Linked DNA regions of Sus scrofa: region 1 is linked to region 2. The links are chromatin contacts, called in public HiChIP or PLAC-seq maps. All regions are on one chromosome and are shown on one strand. The core of a region is the stretch at or near the end of the contact, and the rest is flanking DNA. Distances in the headings are between cores, read along the strand shown.

What was found. HiChIP or PLAC-seq counts read pairs in DNA pulled down with a chosen protein or histone mark.
Region 1: an H3K27ac HiChIP or PLAC-seq map of alveolar macrophages shows a contact between it and region 2. The contact joins two enhancer-like sites. A contact is called at or near these places in 1 of 47 Hi-C or Micro-C datasets (liver) and 1 of 2 datasets of contacts at active chromatin or transcription factors (alveolar macrophages).

Annotation. Positions count from the first base shown.
Region 1 is chr13:160,169,472-160,176,674 of Sscrofa11.1, forward strand. All of the region lies in intron 6 of ST3GAL6 (type 2 lactosamine alpha-2,3-sialyltransferase), which reads right to left. Among named protein-coding and RNA genes, the nearest start is that of ST3GAL6, 52 kb to the right of the region's middle. Within about 2 kb of position 5,185, at least 6 of the 83 cell types and tissues checked have an H3K27ac peak or open chromatin away from gene starts, as enhancers often do. A contact at or near this core is called in alveolar macrophages, where this site is marked.
Region 2 is chr13:160,043,843-160,051,178 of Sscrofa11.1, forward strand. No RefSeq gene overlaps it. Among named protein-coding and RNA genes, the nearest start is that of DCBLD2, 16 kb to the right of the region's middle. Within about 2 kb of position 1,324, at least 3 of the 83 cell types and tissues checked have an H3K27ac peak or open chromatin away from gene starts, as enhancers often do. A contact at or near this core is called in alveolar macrophages, where this site is marked.

The sequences.
Region 1 (7,203 bases), core at 3,935-6,434, 130 kb after region 2:
AAGAAAAAGCACCCCATAGGAAGTACATCATTGTTAGCCTACTAATCTCTTATCAGTTCAAACACATATCCTCTTCTGATTTTCATAATCACCCACTGAGATAAGTAAGCCTGATATTTCCATTTTACAAATAAAGAAAGAGATTCAAAAAAAGCTGTTAGGTGGAGTTCCCACTGTGGTGCAATGGGTAAAGAATTCGACTGCAGCATCTGGGGTCGCTGCAGTGGCATGGGGTTCGATCCCCAGTACAGCAGCACAGTGGACTAAAGGATCCAGCACTGCCACAGCTGTGGCATTGCCTGCAGTTGTGGATCAGATTCAATCCCTGACCCAGGAATTTCCATATGCTACAGGTGTGGCCATAAAGACAAAACAAAACAACATCAACAAAACTTAGGTAACATTTCAAAGTCAATACATACTCCAAAGAGGTAGAACTAGGATTGAGTCCAGACCTTTGGACTACAAGAACCCCCCTTGACATAGGAGTCTGCCTGTTAATATTGATAAAAAATGTTTTATATTACAGGTGTGTTTACTTTTCATCAGCATTACCCATTCCCCTGATAGTCTAGCTCTGGGTTATTGCTGCATCTTTTAAGTGTAGCAACAGACAGCTCAGAATGCAGTGGGGAAAGTGCAGCTTCCTTGTACTTGCCCAGGCTCACTTCAATTCCCCAAACGTGTACTGGTCCTTAAAACTTAACCAATACAAATGAAAAGTTCACTCTATATTCCTGACAAAGAGCTTTAAAGTAGGACATGAAGTAAGACTTCCTGCTGCTGGCCGCCATCAGGCTGGGCCAGTGGATTGGGTCTGTTTAGCTCTCAGCAAACAACGGCTGGCCTATCCAACTCCAACCTCTCACCACCACCCGGCCAAGCTGAAGGAGTGACAAACACCTCATGTCCTTCTCCTTTCAGTGACAAAATTACAGAGGGGAAGTCTACTGAGCTGTCTTCCCTCATGACACGGAAGTAGGAGGGAAAAAGCGTTTCTTCTAAGAACCATGAAATCAAGCAGACCCGATGAACTCCAGACCGTAAGCCTCTTGGGAAATTAATGAGTAGCACAATTTCACAAATGCTGGAGAATATTTAAACACAGAGAACACAGGAATACCCAAATCATTGAAAGGAGACAGGCATTGGCCCTGTCAGGTTGAGACAAAATACACATTCCTACATGTGTAAATTTACCTATTTTATTACAATTTGTTTAATTCATCCAATTATTTGATAAGTTTTTACACTTCAAACTTTTGGGGGTGGGGTGGGGCATGCCTGTGCCATGCAGAAGTTCCCAGGCCAGAGATGATACCCACGCAACAGCAGCAACCCACACCATAGCAATGACAATGCAGGACCCTAATCCCCTGAGCCATCAGGGAACTCCTACTTAAACTTCTTAAAAACACTTTTTTACATGTTTTGAGACTCTTAGCTTCCAATATTAAAAAGTCGTGAATTGGGGAGTTCCCATCATGGCTCAGAGGTTAACGAATCTGACTAGGAACCATGAGGTTGTGGGTTCGGTCCCTGGCCTTGCTCAGTGGGTTAAGGATCCGGTGCTGCTATGAGCTGTGGTGTAGGTTGCAGACGTGGCTTGGATCCTGCGTTGCTGTGGCTCTGGCATAGGCCGGCAGCTATGACTCCAATTAGACCCCTAGCCTGGGAACCTCCATATGCTATGGGAGCGACCCAGGAAATGGCAAAAAGACAAAAATAAAAAATAAAAATAAATAAAAAGTCGTGAATAATCAACATCTGTTACAAAAAGATCCTGAGTTTCACAGATGGCAGGGATTGGGTGGGGGGCAACTGTCCAGCAAGCCCTCCTGGAGGGTACACCCTAAAATCTCCCATGATGGACATGTCACGACTGTTCTAGAGGTGCTTCTTTTTAAAATCTGATTGTCTTTAACTACAAAAGTTACATTTCCAGATGCTCTTTCTATACAGATTTGACATAAATCCCAATTCTAGGAAGCCACTCTGTCCAAGGTGCCCTGCAGCCAGGTGGCTTGAAGAAGATGGGAACAATGGTCAAGTTCCAAACCCTTTCCTCTCTGGGTCTATAGCCATCACCCTCACCAGACACTCCCAGGAGTGCTCTACAGCAAGGAGCAATTCCCCTGCCCCAGCTTGCTGCTTTTCTTTCCATAACCCCAAGCCAGTTTAATGCAAATCAGAGGCTGGCTCCATCTCCCCACAGGAATGCTAAATGAGGCTGGGCACTGGGGAGGGAGTGGTTAGGAATGGGCAGGATGGAAATAACTGCTCTGTTCCTTTGAAGTAACCTGTGTGGAGGTAAAGGAGGAATATCTATAATTTGGCATCTAGACTAACCCTCCACCCTGGAAAGAAGGCTGGAGGATACACCCCTCCCAGCAACCATCCTGCCCTGGGGTCCCCAGCCTGAACCAGGCTGTCTGACTCCAACACCACCAAATGTCCATGGCAGAGCCAGGAGCACAAGCCACCACCATGTCCCTAAGGGTCTTGTCCTGGAGCCTCAACAAAGGACTCCTGCCCCACAGGCATAATCTCTGAAGCTGACCTCAGAAAGTGGGAACTCGGCTCAGTGCCACACACAGCCAGTTTGATAATCACTAAACCAGAAGTTTCCCTCAGTGTCACCTGCATCAGGCTGCACTACAGTTTGTCATCAAACCCCAGATCATGTGTGGCCAAAAAGCATCACAGTAAGAGAAGCTACCATCTCTCCAACTCACACGTCTCATCTCTGGTCTCCTCTCAGACTCAAGGTCTGCATCTCTCTCACAAACCCTACCAAGCCTTCCAACCAAAAGAAAAGGAGTGTTGAGGGAGCAAGCAGATCTCTTTTATGGGAGCCCCAAGGCTTAGTTCCAGAGAGAGGGTCATTCCTTCTCCCCAGTCGCTCCAACCTCCATCTAGTGGGGAAAAAAGAAAGCAACCATATGGACACTGCCTCACCTAAGACAGTTCCAGTTCCAAAGATGCTTTCCGGAGTTCCCATTGCGGCCCAGTGGAAATGAATCCATCTAGCATCCATGAGGATGTGGGTTTGATCCCTGGCCTTGATAGTGGGTTGGGGATCTGGTGTCGTCATGAGCTATTCACAGACATAGCTTGGAATCTGGCCTGGCTTTAGCATAGGCTTCGATTCGACCCCTAGCCTGGGAATTTCCATATCCCACAGGTGCAGCCCTAAGAAGGAAAAACAAAAAGATGCTTTTCAGTTCAATTCCACATTTGAGGAATTTCCCTTTCTATTTTCTTCCCATCAGCATTGTAGGGGGCAGGTGGAAGTAGGGAAAGCCTCTCACCATTGGAAAAGTTCACTGATGCCTTTAAAAGGAAATCTTGTCAATGAAATACTTTCCTCCTGGCAAGGGATATTACAAAGACCCAGACATTTTTCTGAAAATCATACCTAACACTTGAAACTCTCTTATGAGTGTGCCTAAGCCTATTCTTTGGCAATAATGTCTTCCCCACAGCTGGTGCCCCTGTGACTCTAGGAAATGTGTAATAGAACAGATAAGCAGTCTGAACCACACACCCTATACTCTCTCGCTTCCCTCCCTCCCCAGCAAGTACCCCCGTGTTACCAAAGGAGAGGTTCATCCCGTCCTTGGCCTCACCCACCTGGCCTGTGCTCCTGGTTCTCCTGTTCCCTTAGGTGTGAATCAGTAACTTCCAGTGTCCTTTGGGTGACTGTATAACTAAACCATATTTAATCTACACAACATTCATGCACAAATAGTTGCAGTGAATGGTGAACCCTAAAAGGGAAATATATTATCCTTTATATTTTTGTATCTGCTAATCTAAAACTTCTAATTCACAGGCTGTGCAATTTAGAAATTGGTTTGTTGTCACATTAAGTGTGACCTTGTGTCTGGGGAAGCAGGTACCTGTTCTTCCTTCCTCCACCCTGGAAACAGAGAAATACATGTGCCTCAAATCATTCACCCAGAAAACAAAATCATTCCAGAGTACTTGAACCTGTTAATGGAAAATCTGGGAAGCTGCTGAAATAGGAATGGTAAGAACTTACACTTCCCCAGGTGAAAGGCATAGCTCTCATCAAGTCAGGAAAATCTAGACAAGTTACTAACTTAAGTGGGGTGAAACATCCACACCAACTATGGAGAGAAAGTAAACCTGAACTGCCCATTTCAAATTGTCTGTGGTCTGTCTGCTTTTCTGAAGGCTTTCTGACTTTCAGGTTTCCCTTCAGCAGCATCATATACATTAAAGTGTTTCACTCCATCTTCAATGTAACAACCTCTGGCAGATCCCACTGGTCATATTTCCATTACCCACCAGCCCTCCTGCCTTGCTGTCAGAGCCCTGCATTCACAAACCTAGCTGTGGTGAGTGGATTCCTCTGCCAATGGTTGGTTAGATGTGGCCACGTGACCCATCCCTGGGAAATAAATTTTAGGGAGGTCCATTAGATGCTCTGGGCAAGATTTTACTCTCAGCAAGAGGATGGTTTGAGCAGAATACTTTCCTTTTATCCACCCTTCCTTTCTGCTTAGATACTGACACATGATAACAAGGTGAGGGCAGCTAAAGTCATCTTGCACCTAAAAGGGAAAGACAGAGAGAGCCACCAAGAAGCTGCTCTGACATCACTGAGCCACTAATTCAATACTATCACCAGAGCCACTCCATCCAGATGAGCAGGTTGTACACAGTCCACCTAGAGGGGTGCCCCTCAGATAACTACACGTGTGAACGGGCACTCCCTGGGTTGGTGTAATTGAGGCTGTGCAGCTCTGGGCGGCCTGCCCTATAAGTTATAACTACAGACCTGCAGACCCAAACCACATATCTCTGTGTTATGGAAGATAATAAATGTTTGCTCTGTTCAAACCACTCTTAGGAAGAGTATTACTTGCAACTCAAAGATCCCAAAACCCTGTGCAGCAGCCTGGGGGTGGAGAGCTCACTGGTACTTCTGGCTTCCCCATTCAGCACCTCTGGGACCTTGGCCTCATGACCTAACCTCCGGGATCTCAATACGCCCTTCACAAAGTAAGGGAATCACTGAGCTCTCACATGTTGTTGTTCTGTGTTTGCATGGGGCCATTTTCTCCAGCCTGTGTTCCAGTTTCTATTTCTCTATCCAACTTCTGACTACAGCAGTTGCTACAGAACACACATGTGTTTCTCTTCACCACATATGACTCACTTGGTTGATATAGAATCACAACCTCCCATCACCCTCATTCCTCCTCTTGGCTGAAAATGTTGTCACCTAAAGACATGCAAAACAAGAGGATGTCCATTGAAGCAGACATTGCTGTTACTTACAGAGCTTGGGCCCTTTTTAATAAATACATTGCTGACGTCTTACATTATCTAAGGCCATGTTCCTGCTCTGGCTGGTTGCCAGTCTAGCCCAGTTCTGCTGATGCTGACATAATGGATTCTGCCTGGGTGAGCAACCAGGCCACTTTCCTAAATCCCCATCCATTTAGCAAGCAAATGACTTAACAGGTGCTTCCATTAAGTAAGATATTTATGTTTAGTTACTCTATAACTACCTATTCAGTACTCAAGCACCCTTCACAGAATCTGGTGTGCTCGTAGAATGCAACGGAGGTGGCTGGGGGTGAAGAACTGGTTCCTGTACTTTTAAAGTGGGAACTGAGATTTTGTGACTCAGGGTTTCTGCTGCTCTGGCTATGGAAGGATGTGCTCCCACGGAGGAGAAAGCAACAGTCCTCAGAACCAGGGTGCAAACTGGTGCTAAAGAGTTCCACAGACAGCCAGGAAGGGTCAGGACCTCATAACAGAGGAACATTTGAAGTACTGCTTTCCTGAGATGTAATTCCCTTAAAATATCTTCAATGACTAGTGAAGTTTATAAGAAGCATGACCACCTTGTGTGAGCTGTGCTTTTGGAGAATAGCAAGGAACCTGGGTCCTGAGAAATCAACAGCAGCAACATATTTGAAAAGATGTCCAAGAGAGCTGGAGTTGTGTCCCTCCATACCCTTTGTTCTAGGCATGGCATCATGGTGCCTTCCAAACAAAGCGGCTAGAGGGCACTTCGATCCTCCCTGCTCCATTTTAAAAGATTTTTATTTGTTGTACTAAAATACAATTCACATGCCAAAAAACTCACCCTTTTAAATAATAAAAGAGGATTTTAGCATATTTACAAAGCTGTGCAACATAGTCCCCACTAATTCACAACATTTTCATCACCAGGATACCCCATGGCCAGTAGCAGCCACTCAATTTCCACTCCCATCCCCATCTTTGGCACCAACTAATCTTTCAAGCTCTATAGATTTGTCTATTCTGGACAGTTCACATAAATGGAGTCATACAATAGGGTCTTTTGTGACTGGCTTCTTCCATGTGGTACAGTGTTTTGAAGGTTCATTCGTGCTACAGCATGAATCAATACTGCATTCTTTTTCATGGCTTAATAATATTCCATTGTATAAAGAGACATTGAATTTATCCATTCAGCAGGTGTTAGACATTTGGGTTGTTTCCACTCTGGGGCTATTATGAGCAATGCTGCTATGAACCCACATGCACAAGTTTCATAGGGTCATATGTTTTCAACTTAAGCTTCTACTTTGAAATAACTCTGAATCCTGAGGAAGTTGCAAAAATAATACTGAGAAGTACTTCATCCACTTTCTTCCAATGGTTTCATTGACTTAACTATTGAATAAAGGTTACACCTACTTAATGATTAACTATTAAAATTGGCCATGGTATAATGTGCCAGTCCACCTCCTCTTTCATAAGAAACCAAGGTTCAGACACTCGGAAACTCACCCAAGGTCACACAGCAGTTACAACTGACCTGCTGGCTCTAGTGATTTTTCACAAGTGCTGACCACTCTATTTAGATGGCCCATGCCCACTCCCCTCCTCTCCCCACAAAAAAATAAAACCAACCTGTTTTTTTTATTAAGCTATCCTTTTCTATCATTATAATCATTCCTCTGCTGCCAAAGTTCTGGGAGCTAGTATGTTTGTTTGTTTTTTGTTTTTAAGGGCTGCACTCACAGCATATGGAAGTTTCCAGGGTAGGAGTCGAATCAGAGCTGCAGATGCTGGCCTACATCACAGCTACAGCAACTCGGGATCTGAGCCACATCTTCAACCTACACCACAGCTCACGGCAAGGATGGATCCTTAACCAACTGAGAGGGGTCAGAGATCAAACCTGCATCCTCA
Region 2 (7,336 bases), core at 74-2,573:
TGCATAACCTCTCCACCCCTTATTTTTCTTTCTATAAAAGATGTAACAATATTTCATACCTGCTCAAGTTGTTGAGACTCAATGAGCCAACACAGGAAATGTGTTTAGTATTCTTCCTGGCAAATAGCAAGCACTATATGAATGCTATTTATTAGTACTTTGGGAAAATTAATTGGGATAGAAGAAAACTCATTTTGAAGGGAAACATGAGTTTCAGAGGTGGAGGGGAAAGGAAAGGGAGGAGGGAGATGAGGAGGAGGAGTAAGAGGAAGGGAGCAGAAGGATAGGAGGGGGTGAAGACAGAATAAAAGAAAGAAGAGGAAGGGAGGAAGAGGAGAGGAGAGGCAATAAGAGGAGGAAAAAATACATTTAAAATATTCCCTTTCGAACCTTTCCAAAGAAAAGAAAATCATGGACTTAGAGAATAGACTTGGGGTTGCCAAGGGGGAAGGGGAGCGAGTGGGAGCACTGGGAGCTTGAAGTAAATAGATGCAGAATGTAGCCTTCGGGATGGATGAGCAATGGAATCCTGCTGTGTAGCACTGGGAACTCTGTCTAGTCAATTATGATGCAACAGGTAATGTGAGAAAAAAGAATGTATACATGTAAGTGTAACTGGGTCACCGTGCTGTACAGTAGAAAATATATATGTATAAATAAATGATAAAAAATAAAATAAAATATTCTTTCTTTTTTCTAAGTGGGGAGGAATAGTATTAACACTGCCAAACAGGATACTTTCTACATAATATGTCTCTGTTAATGAAATCTAGAGTATTTTTGTATGTTTTTGAAGGAAAAAAGCAGGTAATGAAGAAATGCCCAGAGAAAAGGGCTTTCCACAGTCACTAAATGAGAATGGAGAGCAGAGGCTGCTGTGCAGGTATGTCATAGCCATTGTGGATTCCATTTCAGAGAAGAGAAATTGTGAGTGACAGATAATCACTTCATTTGCTTCTTGGGTCTCCTGAGATAGTTCTTGATGCAAAAGTATCTTTGAGGAGCTCCTTAGTAATTTTTCCCCTTAATGGATTGATGTCTTCATAGGACACATTGTGAAAATGGTTTTGCTTTGTCTCCTAAATGCATAACCTTTTGGCTTTCTTTTTAATAATTGTTGACAACTAGCTCGCGTGACAGCACTGAACACAAATACCACTGATGATGATGAATGGATGGAGGAATCTGGGTTGCATTGTATTGAAAGGGTAACACATTATGTCTATGTAATTGCTTCATCTCCCTTAGGATAGACAAAGTTCAAAGAAATGTGAGCTTAGATGACTCACAAGACATGTTCTTTGGAGTTACCCAGAATTCATTTCTCTAATTACATTAACCTTTTCTCCCTTCCTCACTCATCACATGTGCCCTCGCTCTATAGGGCATCTTGACAGGGTGTTCAGCCACTTAACTCTCCCACTTTTATTTATTGCAACATTTTCCCAAAGACAAAGCACTTAAAAACACTAAAGTGGCAGGAAAACATCCATCTGAAACTGGGCTCTCAATATTTTTGCAATGATAATGAGTTTAGGAGTTTCATTTAAGTATTATTCTTTCAAATTTAATGGTAATGTGGCTTATCATTATGCTAATAGAAGTTTTGAAAAGCTATACCAATTTGATGTTTTTCAGTTAACAAGTGCATAGGAAACTAGTTTTTGGCTAAAAACTACCTTTGAGAAGCCAAATTCCTGGAGTTCCTGTCGCGGTGCAGTGGTTAACAAATCCGACTGGGAACCATGAGGTTGTGGGTTCGATCCCTGCCCTTGCTCAGTGGGTTAAGGATCCGGCATTGCCATGAGCTGTGGCTCTGGCATAGGCCGGTGGCTACAGCTCTGATTCGACCCCTAGCCCAGGAACCACCATATGCCGCGGGAGCAGCTCAAGAAAAGGCAAAAAGACAAAAAAATAAAAATAAAATAAAAAATAAAAACAAAAAAAAAGAAAAGTCAAATTCCTAAAACATCTTTGTTAGAATGGAATTCCAATTAATATTATTTTCCAAAAAATGAGGTGTTCAACAAATGACCATCCACACACTTCTTGAAACTTTCCTTACCTTGGAGCTTGCTGCTATTGTAGAAGACTTTGAACATGTAGATGATTCCTTTTGTTCTTGAACTGGAATGTGAATGATACCATAGACCATACCTCTTCCTTGTGAATATTCTTGGAATATCTGAAACCTGCTATTATTATATGCCCTCTTTGGCAAGCTTCTGTCTCATTTCATGTGGAATGGTCACTGGACTGGACATCATTATGGCTAATATCGTAGACATCTTGAGCCTGGTAGTGTTGCTTGTGAACTCTGACACCAGATAGATGAAATATATAAGCATAATCTATCAGTCAGAGTAGTTAGAATACAGTGGACCATTTACCTCCTCTCTGCTGAATCATATTTTTCTTTGCCAAAATCCTGGGGTTGTATTAAGCTTTTTAGAAGCAGTTTTATTCACATTCATAGCCAGATTATTACCAACTAAAAACACTTGTACTTTTTCATATAAACAATTATTAAAAATCAGTCCCTCCCTTACCTATTCCTTTTTTTTTTTTTTTTTTTTTTTTTTTTGTCTTTTTGCTATTTCTTGGGCTGCTCCCTCGGCATATGGAGGTTCCCAGGCTAGGGGTCGAGTCAGAGCTGTAGCCACCAGCCTACACGAGGGCCACAGCAACGGGGGATCCGAGCCGCATCTGCGACCTACACCACAGCTCACGGCAATGCCAGATCCTTAACCCACTGAGCAAGGGCAGGGATCGAACCCGAAACCTCATGGTTCCTAGTCGGATTTGTTAACCACTGTGCCACAATGGGAACTCCTCCTTACCTATTCTATTCTATTCTATTCTACCCTTTGTTTTAGCAAATCTGAAAATCTATTCCACTGGCTTAACTCTTACACCATGCTCAGGGCATCAAAACATAATGGCTAGGAGCATGTACTTTAGACCCAATCTACCTGAATTCAAACCTTAAATCTATCCTTTCCTCGCTAAGTGGCCTTGGGCAGGAGACTTGAAGTTCCCCATCTATGAAAAAAGAATTAAATGAGCTAATATGTATTAAGTACATAGAAGAATGGATAGAGTAAGCATTAGGCAAGGGTTTGCAGCTATTATTCTATGTTTAGCTGTTTCCCCCAGCATTGTCTCATCTGGAGACTAGAATACCATAATTTCTATTCATTAAATCAAGTAACTGATAAAAATACAAATAGGAGAGCAGCAAGGAGATCCACAGAACTCCCCTCAGATTTTCCTTTAAGTTTTGAGTTCTAGAGTAGAATAGACATTGCGTAGCTTTCTGTGTTGAATATTGGAAGAAGCAACTTCCTAAAATTATATAGTGATAGCAGCTCAGCAGATCCAGCAATGAGGGGGCCATAAATTACCCTCCTCATCTTCCCAAGACTTCCATGACCTAAGGTGGTACAGAGAACAGTTGAGAGTTTCCATAGGCTCTGAGTGGAATGTGGTTCAGAGTGCGCTAGAGAGAAAGCAAGATGTACACCTATCCAGGATGCCTCAGTGTGGATAAGGGATGACTATCAGAAAGATACAGTGTTGATAGTCTGCCACTAAAGTTAGGATTTAGCTGTTTCTCTATAGATTGTAAAGGCAGGGGCAGAGTACAAGCTGGGTTGGTGGCTACAGACCATCTCATTGCCAATGCTGTGGCAGCACCATGTCAGAAGATTTACTTCTGGAACAAAAGGCTAGTAAGGGGAACTGTAAATCAAGACCTAAAAGCTCCCTGCCCAGTGATGCCTTGAGGCTTTTGCAAGATAGACCTTCCTGATTACATTTCTTGTATATATGACTTTTTCTAAAGCATTGTGAAACCACAAATATATACACTGCATAATTAAAGACCCCCCACACACACTCCATGTTTCCTACCACCACCTCTTTTAATGTGATAGTGCTCCTTGATCCCCTTACCACCATAAAATGGTTCGTGTCCTCCTAGTATTAAAGTGAAAAGCACAAATTATTTAACCACTGTAGATGAGGTGACATACACAAAGACATCATGTTATCCAGTTCTACTGAAATGCCTTTAAACATGAAACAGTTTGCTTAATCATTCCCTATGATCTTTATCCTTTTAATGTGGTATAAACCACTGACTCTCAACTTTAGGGGTCACCATATCCATTCAGATATGATTGTTTAAAAGTAACCCTATCCAAATTTGTGTAAATAATATGTGTTAGTCACAGGAAGGGAAGTCCAGATGGAAGCCAGGCTTCAGGACGTGGTGGAACCAGGGGCTCAGCAATGTCATGAGGACTCCAGTTCTTTCCATCTCTCCACTCTTCCCTCCACAGTGCCAGACTCATCCTTTCACAGTTGCAGACTTGTTTCCAGTATGGGCCACATGCTTCCTCAGATACGTGCATTTAGAGGAAGAGCAGCTTTTCTCTCTCAAGAGTCAGGAAAAATGCTCAGTGATGGGTACATCAGGTTTATTTTTTCTATTCTCTCTAATTTTAAACCAATTATTGCACAGAGTTGTGGGGTTATCCTTGGATCAAGCACACCTCCCTAGAGCAGATATTAATTCCCCAAACCATATTGCTGCTACACGGTGGGGGAAGCCATAGAACGGGGGAGTTGACTACCAGGACTGCTTTTGCTGAATCTGAAGTACACAGTGGAGCCTGTTGCCAGAAAACACAAATTATATCTAAATTTTCATGCCATTTCAGGGGTCTCAGGGCCTCCTGAAGCACACTTACACCTCCTCTAGGAGTCTAGGAACCTCAAGGTTATAAACTCAACACTGACCCAAGTGCAGCCCTTCTAAGAATCTGCTTTTCTTCTTCTTACTCTGGGGCCCAAAATTGCCACCACTCTCCCTTTGGTCTCCAGAGAAGCAAGGGCATCATGTACATGCCAGGATGCTTGTTGGACTTAACCTGATGTAGGAAATCAACTCCTTCAGGTATGCCAGCTTCATTCTTTCTCCTTCCTTTCACATCTGCTTTTCTTCCACCTCTCCACACACTCCATAGATCCCCAAGCATGGAGGCCCATCCAGTTTTCAGGTCACATTTACCCTTCCCATCTTTTTGCCTTAAATTCCTTCTTAAAAATTATTTTCTTAGTGCCTACATTCTGCATTAAAATATCACAACTCCTAAAGTTCAAATTGATTAAACATTTAAGGTGGAGCAGGCCTACCAATATGCACTTGTGTACATTAAATTACATAATCTCTTGACAACAACTTTATAGAAAAAGCATTATATGCCTTATTTTAAGGTGAGGAAGTCACTGTACAGAAAGGTTAGTTAGCAAAGGGCAGAGTTGGGATCTGAACACAGATTTTCATTTAACTCTAGGTCATACGTTCTTTCCATAGCTCCCTCACATTCCTAGACTTTCTATGCTACTCTTACACCTGTTTCAACCTCAGTTTGGGGACATGACAAAAAAGACTCCAAATTGCCAAAGGAGTCTTTGTTAAGTACCTCTTAGCATTTTAAATATTTAAAGTCTCACATTTACATTAAACCATGAAAATATCAGTTCTTGATCCAGAGTTCACTCTTCAAATTTACAATTGTTGTATGGGAGGGAGGAATTTCATCCTAGCTTCATAATGGATGCTCTCAAAAAAGGGGCCTTTTTTTCCCCCACCAATCATAAAATTTAATCTTTTTTCATTTCCTCTACTTCTCAAAAGGTCTTAATCTGACCTAGTAGTCTGAAATATGTGGCATGTGTGATTTTTAAGCAAAAAACACAATCATTTTCTGTCCTTTTTTTAGCTCTCTCTGAAACTCTCCTTTAGCTTTTCTAACCTCATTCATGGAGACCAGCCATCTTCTCCACATTCCAGTCGGGGGAGTGGATTCACAGACAGAAACAATCTTTCTACAATGCTGTGATTATGAAGAGAGACAGAGCTCTCCTTTCAAAGCCCCTTGCTTTCACACTGCAGTTCTGTGATGCTGATAACAAAATCAAATAACCTTCCTTTTCTTGAGTCAGAAAAAAACCTTGCTCTTTGCAATGTGTAAAAATAGCAGCCGCAAAATTGAATGTGACACAATGTATGTAGGGCTGGAACAGAAAACTGAAGCTTGAGTATCTTCACAGTCTTGAGACTAGATTGTTGGAATGACAACTAAGAGAATTGGCAGGTAAATAGGGAAAGGACTGGGGTAATATCAAAAGAATTTAGCAACTGGCATGGTAGTTGCAACTGTCAGAGCAGATGCAATCCTTAGGCCTGATACAGGGCCCTAGAAGCCTACAGCCAAGCCAAGGGCCTCCTGTTTAGATGCTGGAGAGTAGGGAGGTCTGGAGAGCTATGGGGGAAGTGCCACAGTGGTGAGGGTGCATTGGCTACTTATCTACTGGATAGAAATATCTCATACACAACTTCTACCCTTAAATGTATAAACGGTAGGTGATCAGATACCCCAAGGTACCCGGGACAGTCCCAGTGTATACTTGTCATTCCAAGTGTCATTATCAATAGTTCCTTCTTAGAGAATCACATTTGGTCTTTGTGTCCTTGTATTAGGATGAGCAAATATATATATATATTTGCTCTTTAGGGCTGCACCTGCAGCATATGGAAGTTCCCAGGCTAGGGGTCAAATCAGAGCTGCAAATGCTGGTCTACACTACAGCCACAGCAAGGTGGGATCCAAGCCACATCTGTGACCCACACTACAGCTCAAGGACGGATCCTTAACCTATAGGGCAAGGCCAGAGATTGAACCTGCATCCTCATGGATCCTAGTTGGGTTCGTTAACTGCTGAGCCACGACAGGAACTCCTATATGATATATTTTAAAGTCCCTATGGTCATCCTGATAAAAGGACACAAAGACAAAATATAGTTCTTCATAAAATTTCAGGCAAAGGAATATGCTGACATCCGGTAGGAAGGAAAAAAATGGTAACACAGAGAAAATATTCTCACTCATGGCTCAGCAAAGACTGTAGCTATATGAATGCCAGTCTTCTGGACTCAAGGGAGTCAAGGACACAGCCAAAGACAGCCCAGGATAACAGAGCTGCCAGCAGTTCCCATTGCCAAGACTCCAGGAAAATTAAGAGCTGGGAGAAAGACAAACTACAAGGGGAAACTTGGCAAGGGAACATCTTCAGCTACAATAAGCAAAACAAAAGACAACGCAAAGAATGGCCTGGGCTGCTTTGTTCGGCCTTGGCAACTGTGCACCACCCAGAAACAAGGGTGCCATTCCCACAGTCTATGATGCCAGTGCTACTCTCTAGATTGGACAGTACACAGTCTACATGCCTCAAGAGTAGTATTATCCAGCTTCTCTGTACCCACAGG